Regions from separate parts of the Mus musculus genome. Here region 1 is linked to region 2. Evidence: chromatin contacts called from public HiChIP or PLAC-seq data. All regions are on one chromosome and are shown on one strand. The core of a region is the stretch at or near the end of the contact, and the rest is flanking DNA. Distances in the headings are between cores, read along the strand shown.

Region 1 (4,335 bases), core at 1,035-3,534, 150 kb before region 2:
CAAGATCATTTCCCGGCACACATATGGGACAGCTTACAACTGCCTGTTACAACTGCCTGTTACTCCAGCTCCAAGGGACCTTCACATACATACATACACACACACACACACACACACACACACACACACACACACACACAGAGAGAGAGAGAGAAATGAATCTTTTTTTTTTTTAAATCAATGCATATTCCTGACATTTGGTGATCACTTCATGCACTTGCAAGCCTGGGTTTCTAACCTGCTCAAGCCTGTGCTTCCCAACTTCAAGCAGGGTAAGACCATCTTCTGCTTCTTTGGTGGACCCTCTGCTGGTAAATGTCCTCTCCTTAGATAACAAGTAAAGACTGTCCAAGAAAAAAGATTCTAGTACCAACTATAGGATAATCGTAGGGAGCATGTTACAAGAGAGAAAACCATCAAGGCATCTGACACAGAGAAGTCAACCACAGAACTTCACTAGGTTGGCACAAGAGAGGCCAACCACAGAACTACTCTAAGTTTGCTTCCACCACAGATAAAGGCTGGTATAGAAGGTTGGAATATACTGATCACTCAGGCTGGCCAATATAAAATACTGCCAGCGTTTACCTAGTGATACCAGACACCTGGCATTTAAACACTAGAAATGTTGGACAGGGAGCCAGGAGATGTGGTCCCAGTGTGTCTTGTTACAAGTAGTTTTGTTTCTAATTCCTAAGCTTTATAAACTCAGCTAAATTATATACCCAATAAAAACAATCTGCAAACCTCAAAATGCGAGACTTTAGAAATCAGGAGTTCTTACCCTCAGAGTGATGAATCTGCAAACTTGGATACCTTGATTAAACTGTACCAAGATTATGAAGCTACAGAAAGGCCAAGAAAGCTGTTAAGATGTAAGATGGTCTTACTTCAAAAAGCATTTCTCTGGGGAGAGTGCCTACAGCTTTCAGTGGATTTTATAAGGAGCCAAGATTGATCTGTCTTGCTGTAGGTAAGAGTCACTTTACTCAAGATCATTTGTTTGTTTGTTTTTCAAGACAGGGTTTCTCTGTATAGCCCCGACTGTCCTAGAACTCACTTTGTAGACCAGGCTGGCCTCGAACTCAGAAATCCGCCAGCCTCTGCCTCCCAAGTGCTGGGATTAAAGGCATGCGCCACTACCGCCCAGCTTCAAGATCATTTTAACAATCAAAAGCAGACAGCCCAAGTGTGCCTGTATGGATTTGGCCAGGTTTCAAATCTACAGTCTGTCTGGACCCTTTAAACGCTACATTCACAAGCCTTTATCCTTCACACCTAATGGAAAGTGTTTTTACAGACAGCTGTGTCCAGATCCGCAACTTCTTGGTACACTGACTATTAGGAAAATGTACAAGGCTTTGAGTCATAATGATGTCACTTTCTGTTCTCCAGGTATATTAACCGGCTGCCAATCCTGTGTAAGCCTTAGAGAACTTTCTACTGTGAGTTAGCTACCATAGCGGTTCTTGGTGGTCACTTCAGGCCTGTCATAAACATCTTCCTTAGGCAATGGCCATAGAGCGGGAATGAAAAAGGCCCACTACTTAGAAACACTTTGGATGCTGAGTTTAAATCCTCAGGCTTGTTCTTTCTTATTTTTTCTTCTTGAAACCAAGGCATGTATTTCAAGAGAGATTTGAATTCCTCTTGGGGATTCTGGCTTTGGTCAGTCAACCGAGCACCCTAAACCAAGCAAGGAAACAGGCTAAGATTCCGCACAACTTCAAAGCGCCAGATCAAGGAGCACAGAAGGGCGGAGATCGCGGACAAGAGAACTTGGAATTTAAGTTATGAAAGGGTGAATTAGGGAAGGTTGCCACCAACGTGGAATCCAGGGAAGCCAGCAGGAATCGCAGGAGTGGCCTCCCAGGTCTTTGGGTATTTAGGCCGCATCTGGGCCCCTTCCTCAGGACCTCAAACCTGCAGGGACCAGACTACCCGAGGAGGCCGCACGGCGTAGTCCATCCCTACGGGGCGGCGCAAACCCCCTGGCTCAGGGGCCGAACTTAGGAGATCCCGCTGGGCTGAAGTTGGCTCAGCCCGGGACAGCGGTCGCGCTCCCCCCACCCCCCCGTCGCCACTCCCTGATCCTGCCCCCAGCCTGCCAGGCCTTACTTTGAGCGCCAGGTGATGGACGCGGCCCAAGACGGGGTGGACCAGCAGCTCCAGCAACGCCAGCAGTCGTAGCAGCCGCAGGCAGAAGGAGCCGAAGCGGCCGAGGGGTACCGGGACGGCCATGTTTGTTCCAGCATCACCAGCTGCTTCCTCTCCCACCCACTTCCGGGTCAAAGTGCGTCGTCCCGGAGGTGCTCTGGAAGGGGGCGCGGCTGCCGCCTCCGAGGTCCTTGAGATCGTTTTACTGCAAAACGCAACTCTGGTCACGCAGGGACCTGAGCGGACCACCTCGGCACTCTTCAATTGGCCTCCCAGGACGGACTTCCGGCAAAGCCCCTGTGAGGACCCTGAAGCGTTTGCCATGACAACCATGGCGGGGCAAGTTCAAGCCGGGCCTCCTTTCTGCCTTGCCGGGCTTGGGGATTGAGGGGCCTGGACCAAAGTCTGGAACCCGCAATGTCCGCCACTGACCCTGGCGGATGATTGGACTGCCTTCGGTGGTAATAACTTAGAAATTGCTGGCCTGTCTTAGATTCCTTGACTTATTATCATCCTAGGCCCTTTACACAAACTTCAGCTTGAAATAGTTGCAGTAATAGGATTTATTGAGTCCATAGGAAGCCATCCACTAGGCTTTTTTTTTTTAAGTGGCATTTAATCTTTGGGACAATCTAATTATATAAGAGGTAGGTGTCAGGCTGTTCCTCTGTTCTACCTAAACTCTAAGAAATGGTCATTTTGGCCAGTCTGAGCTGGGGATCACATGCAGATTTTTAACTGATACGTCATTTTGTCTTGTGTGATTTCATGCCACCGCTGGAGTCTGAGCCTTAATGTTTTCTATTTTAGTCTCTTTGGAAACTTAGCTTCTAGTCCTTAACACTTAATGGAAGGACTTGGTTGTAGGTCCCTGGTACCAGGGCTTACAGGAAACACTCGTATTAAAATAGCTGATAACCAAGTTGGTTTAGTTCTTAGATTCTTGTTTTTAGCTGGACACACAAGTAACATATGCTTTTGTGTATGTGCATGTAATTATTTAAGCAAAATAGGACACAATAAAAACACAGGGAACTCTACTACCAGGCAGCTACCACTATGTAGGTGTGTGAACACCTATGACAGAATCAGATTCCTATAGCTTTTTAACTGGAACTAGTAACAGGATGTATTTTGAAGGTCTGGTTGGTTGCTTTTCTAAGTTTTTTATGTATGTGTGTGCCATGTATAGGTACCTGAGAGGACCAGAAGATGGTGTCAGATCCTCGGGAGCTGGAATTGCTGGCAGTTGTGTGTTGCCTGACATCATGAGTACTAGAAAGTTAACTCAGGTATCTATCTATAAGAGCAGTAAGTGCTCTTAACCACTGAGCAGTGTCTCTAACCCAACATGATAGATCTGTATATATAAATACATATAGATAGGAAATTAAGTTTGTTTTTATGTTGTTTGTGTGTTTATAAATGCCATGAGGTGTACCCATAGAGACCAGAAGGGGGCATCAGATCCCTGCAACTGAAGTTACCTTGGTTGTCAGCCATCCATTGTGCTTGCTGGGAACCCAAACTCCAGTCTTCTGGAAGAACAGGAACTCTTAGCTGCTGAGCCATCTCTTCAGCCCAATATGATATACTTTAATGCCACAAACTGTGAACTTCAACAAATTCACTTGGAGCCAGGAGGTGGTGGTACACATCTTTAATCCAAGCACTCAGAAAGCAGAGGCAGGCGAGTGGATATCTGAGTTCAAGGCCAACCAGAACTACTCAGAGAAACTTCGAATTGAAAACCCAAACAAACAAACAAACAAATCGATTTGTTGGGACTACACTGTCTAATTAAAAAAAAAAAATCGCCGGGCATGGTGGCGCACGCCTTTAATCCCAGCAGAGGCAGGCGGATTTCTGAGTTCGAGGCCAGCCTGGTCTACAAAGTGAGCTCCAGGACAGCCAGGGCTATACAAAGAAACCCTGTCTCGAAAAAACCAAAAAAAAAAAAGAAAAGAAAAAAAAAATCACTTGGGAAAATATGGAACTAAAAGTGAGATGGTTTTGGAGGCCCTGGTTTTGCCTCTGTGCTTGCACAGTCTTCATACACTGATATACCCCGAATCCTTCCCCTGACTTAAAAACCAGGCCAAGTTCAGTCACACCCTCTTCAGAGGCAACAGTAGAACATGCAGGTGGAGACACAGAGGTTGGGGTTTATCTTAAGAT
Region 2 (4,092 bases), core at 1,179-3,678:
CACCCCGCCACTATGTGCTGTGTGACCTGGATGAATAGTCTCTGAGCCTTGCTCACCTGTGACACTAGACAAGTGGTCACTGGGGTCACCACTTCACAGAACAGGAAGTACAGAGGCAGCTTGAACTTTCCCAGGGGACCCCAGACTGGATTGGGTGGCAGACGAGAGAGAAGGCACCCCCAGTGCCTACCCCTTCATCGAGGGACCAACATATAAGCAGTGGAAGAGGTGACCCGAACAGGTTCAGCTCTGACTGCCATGAGTCCCTGCCTCACAGCAGGTCCCGTGGGCTCTGCATAGGTTGAGAAGCTCATGGCACATCCTTGGTTTCATAATTTCCTTCCTTTCTTGGCTTCCCGGGAACTCACTGTTCCAGGGAACACAGTGAATAGCCCCAGACTCCAGAACCCCGCCTGACTCTGCCTCCAAAGTCCTGGGACCAAAGGGGTGTGCCACCATGCCTAGCACATGATTTTCTAAACAGGACCAGCCTGCTTTCTCTATATAGTGAGTTCCAAAGAAACCAGATTTACATAGTAAGGTCCTGTTTTAAAAAAGCTCCCAGTAGCCGGGCGTGGTGGCGCACGCCTTTAATCCCAGCACTCGGGAGGCAGAGGCTGGAGGATCTCTGAGTTTGAGGCCAGCCTGGTCTACAGAGTGAGTCTTAGGATGGCCTTACACAGAGAAAGTTACAAACAAACATCACGTAGCAACAAAACAAACAAATATCACCTCCCCACCAACAAAAGGAAAAGGATGGTTCTGTATGTAGAGTGTCTGCAGTGCAAACCTCAGGGCTCACCTCTGACCCCATGCCCACAAGAGAGTGGGGCATAGTACTGCATGCCTACAACCCCAGAGCTAGGGAGGCAGAGGAAAGAGGGCCCTGGTTAGTACGTCTAGCCTAATTGTGTGGTCCGGGTTGCTAAGTGACCTTCTCCCAGAAAACTAAGGTAGGGAGCAACTAAGGAAGTACATCCAACATCCAGGGAAGCTACCCTGGGCTGAGGGGCAGGAATGCTCTCCACTGCTCACTGGCTGTGTGGCTGGCATTGTTGATGTGGTTCCTTAAGCCTCAGTTTCCTTGTCTGTAAAGTGGTGCTAAAGGCCGGTAGGTTACTGGGAAACCTCACATTCTCGTGAGTAAAAAGGGCCTGACAACAGATGCCTGGCATCTCTGCCTGCTGTAAGGTCTGCTCTGGCTGAACCCGTGTCTCAAGCAGCTAGACAGCTTACCTGCTGGGCATAGCCTCGGAACATCGGGTTGACCAACTTGATCCCATGGGACAGGCTGGTGGGGACCACATAGCTTGGCCTGTGGGGAGACCAAATCTGCTAGCCTAGGTGGCCAGCCTTAAGTGACACCATTTGGAAAGGCAAGAGGGCAAGGCAGATCAGACCCCATAGGGGCTGTCCCCACCACCTCCACTCGCCCCACTAACCAGGAGATAAGTCCATAGCATCCACACCCAGAAGCAAGACGCCAATGCTGTCCGAGCTAGCAGAGGTCCCAGGGGCAGTGTGTTTATTTAACTTCACGGTAAAATGTATACATAGCTTTTCTCATTATGAACAATATATGTCCATTGCTGAAAAACTTAAACCTCACAAAAGTACAATGAAATACTATCTATCATCAAGATGTCCCCGCCCACGAGTGCTGCACAGTAGGACCACAGCATTGTTCCTAGAAGAACAGGCTAAGATGCACACAGGCACCTCACAGGAACTTGGACCTCTGACCCATGGAACAGCACACTATCAGCTTCTTAGTTCACTTCCAACCTAGTGCGTGCCTGTGGCTTATGTTCAAGAGCTCCCAATTCTGCTCTTTTTCATTTTTACATCTGCTGTTTGTCTGCTTGCTCATGAAAGCCTGAGGCCCATTTTGTTACAGTTTGGGAGCAAAAGGACAAGGCAGGAGTACTGTAGACCTTTGCAGTTGCTGGGAAGAGGGACAGGAGGAAGAGGTAGAGTTGGTCCTGAGTCAGGGACTAAGAAAGCAGGCAGGCTCAACAACGGAGGTCCAAAAGTGACTAACAGGAGCCTTCAGGGAAAGGCCAGGAAAGCCAGAGGATCAGGACAAGCAAGGTGAGGGTCTGGGCCAGGATATGAAGCAGGAATAGAGAGAGGGAAGTAATGAGGGTGTGTACGCAACTGCTTCACCTTCCACTTCCAGAGGAGACCCAGCACAATCTTCACCTTTAAATTCACTTCACTCTGCCACAACCCTGGCTTGGCAGGCACCCAACACCCTACCCCACCCCCACCCCCAGCCTCAGCTGAGACCTGACACTGGCAAGATGGTGATTTCCAGGCCTCAGGAGAGACAACTGTCAAAACAGCTGCCCCCAGGCTTGCTGTCAGCTCAGACCCTGGCTCCACTGTCACAAGCTCTGCAGTTGGGAACACGATGGACGCCTCATGCTCCTTATCTGTCTCCCCACTCACCAAGGGAACTAGATAAAACTAGACACATGTGCAGGCTCAGTGCAGGCTGCTGTGAGTGCGCATGTGCCAGGGAAGAACCCAGAGGAAGCGATCCACTGAGAAGACAGGCAAGGCCTGCCACACTTCTAACCAAGGTCAGACTCACCGCTTCTTGTGCCACACCTCAGAGATCAACTTCTGGTAACTTTTGCACAAGGCTGGCTTCTTGTCTGTGCGCACCAGACCACCACACTCCAGGAAGAACTGGGTGAGCGGGGGGCTGGGTTGGAGGTGGAAAGCCAGGACAGAAAAGAAATGGGAAGAACATGGTGTTATTAAGGAGGAGCTAGAGATGGCCTAAATGGTAGAAGGAAACAGCCAGTTCTTAAGGTTACCCCCGACTCCACCCATGCCCACACACACACACTCACATTAAAGAAACAGAATGTCTTTTTTTTAAGGAGCAAAGTTAACAACAGAAGGTGAAAACGGCCACCGAAGATCGGGCCACCATACCCAGAACTCCCTGCAGATGACTAGGAGCTCGCCTACACCAAAACCCCCCAAATTCATTGTAAAGTCCTAAGACACAGGACCCTTAAGTAGGTATCAGATTACTATGGGATGCTGGGGCAGGTCTCAGGCCAGCCTCATTGGTATCCTTCCAGAGGAATTCTGGACACCAGACATGTGCACAGAGGAAAAGACCTTATGAATGCATGGCTGCATACACAGAGAGAAGGGCCTGAGAAGAAACTACTACAGAGTGGGCTTCCAGAATCAAGAGACAGGAAGGCCTTGTCAGCTATAGGAAACAAATACCCCTCTCTCCTGAGTCAGATGGGAGCTTCTGCCACAGGTCCTGAGGCTGGGACACTGTGAATGAACAGGGTGGAGCAGCCCTGCTCCCTACAGTGGCCACTCTGCAGGAGGGCACCTCCTTCACTCCCCTTTCTGCATATTTTTAGAAGTTATCACACTGCAAGAAACCACATATTCATATCCACACACACACACACACACACACACACACACACACGGCAAACCATATCAACTGACTATATTACTATGAGACAGTCACTGTGAACCTTTGGGGGCTATCCTTCCAGACGTTTCTAGGTATTCATATCTGTTCCCTTTTTCTCTCCTTCCTGTGTGTCCTATGTGTTAACATACAGCTATACATAGAAAAGGGGGAGGGCTGCTGGGTTTGCTTTATCATTGCTGTGTCAGTTGTGTTTGTGTGTGTGTGTGTGTGTGTGTGTGTGTATGAAACAATGGTCTCACACACACTCTCAATCAGGCCTGCTCACTTCAGTACCTGTCAGCCTACATTCCCTCCACGTGACTGGGCTACAATGAAGTTCCCTTCTTGAAGATAGGTTACATGCACACGGTATTGGGGGTGAAACCCAGGGCCTTGCACATGCTGTGGAAACCCTCCACCAGTGAGTAGACCTGCCTATCATGCCTTCTCCTCTATCTGAGGACTCACATGAAACTCAAAGGGACGGCAGTCACCAGGCATGCCTTGTTTTAGGGGCTTTGAGGTATATCTTATGGAATGTCTATGACCAATGTACACGGCACTGGTTGGAGGCTGCTGCTCTTTCTAGGTTTTGCCAGGGACAGTTCCTGCCCTTCCCTCAGATGACAACCTAC

The links. HiChIP or PLAC-seq counts read pairs in DNA pulled down with a chosen protein or histone mark.
Region 1: an H3K4me3 HiChIP or PLAC-seq map of fetal liver shows a contact between it and region 2, with 3 times the contacts expected there. The contact joins the promoter of Gpr107 here to the enhancer-like site in region 2. A contact is called at or near these places in 9 of 39 promoter capture datasets (the C10 cell line, the HPC-7 cell line, cranial neural crest and 6 more), 2 of 15 datasets of contacts at CTCF or cohesin (CD8 T cells and the NIH/3T3 cell line), 13 of 484 Hi-C or Micro-C datasets (B cells, the THB-7 cell line, bone marrow-derived DN3 thymocytes and 10 more), 37 of 115 datasets of contacts at active chromatin or transcription factors (the 230-238 cell line, CD8 T cells, the HPC-7 cell line and 24 more) and 3 of 9 other capture datasets (adipose tissue, liver and pancreatic islet).

The regions. Positions count from the first base shown.
Region 1 is chr2:31,150,265-31,154,599 of GRCm38.p6, reverse strand. Gpr107 (G protein-coupled receptor 107) reads right to left here and starts at 2,284. Exons shown (of 18, transcript NM_178760.4): 1 at 2,119-2,284. The coding sequence starts at 2,241. D330023K18Rik (RIKEN cDNA D330023K18 gene) reads left to right here and starts at 2,309. Exons shown (of 2, transcript NR_040334.1): 1 at 2,309-2,618; 2 at 3,350-3,551.
Region 2 is chr2:31,005,002-31,009,093 of GRCm38.p6, reverse strand. It overlaps Usp20 (ubiquitin specific peptidase 20), which reads right to left. Exons shown (of 25, transcript NM_028846.5): 9 at 2,597-2,710; 10 at 1,237-1,315. Among named protein-coding and RNA genes, the nearest start is that of Gm39786, 10 kb to the right of the region's middle. Within about 2 kb of position 2,428, at least 31 of the 459 cell types and tissues checked have an H3K27ac peak or open chromatin away from gene starts, as enhancers often do. A contact at or near this core is called in fetal liver, where this site is marked.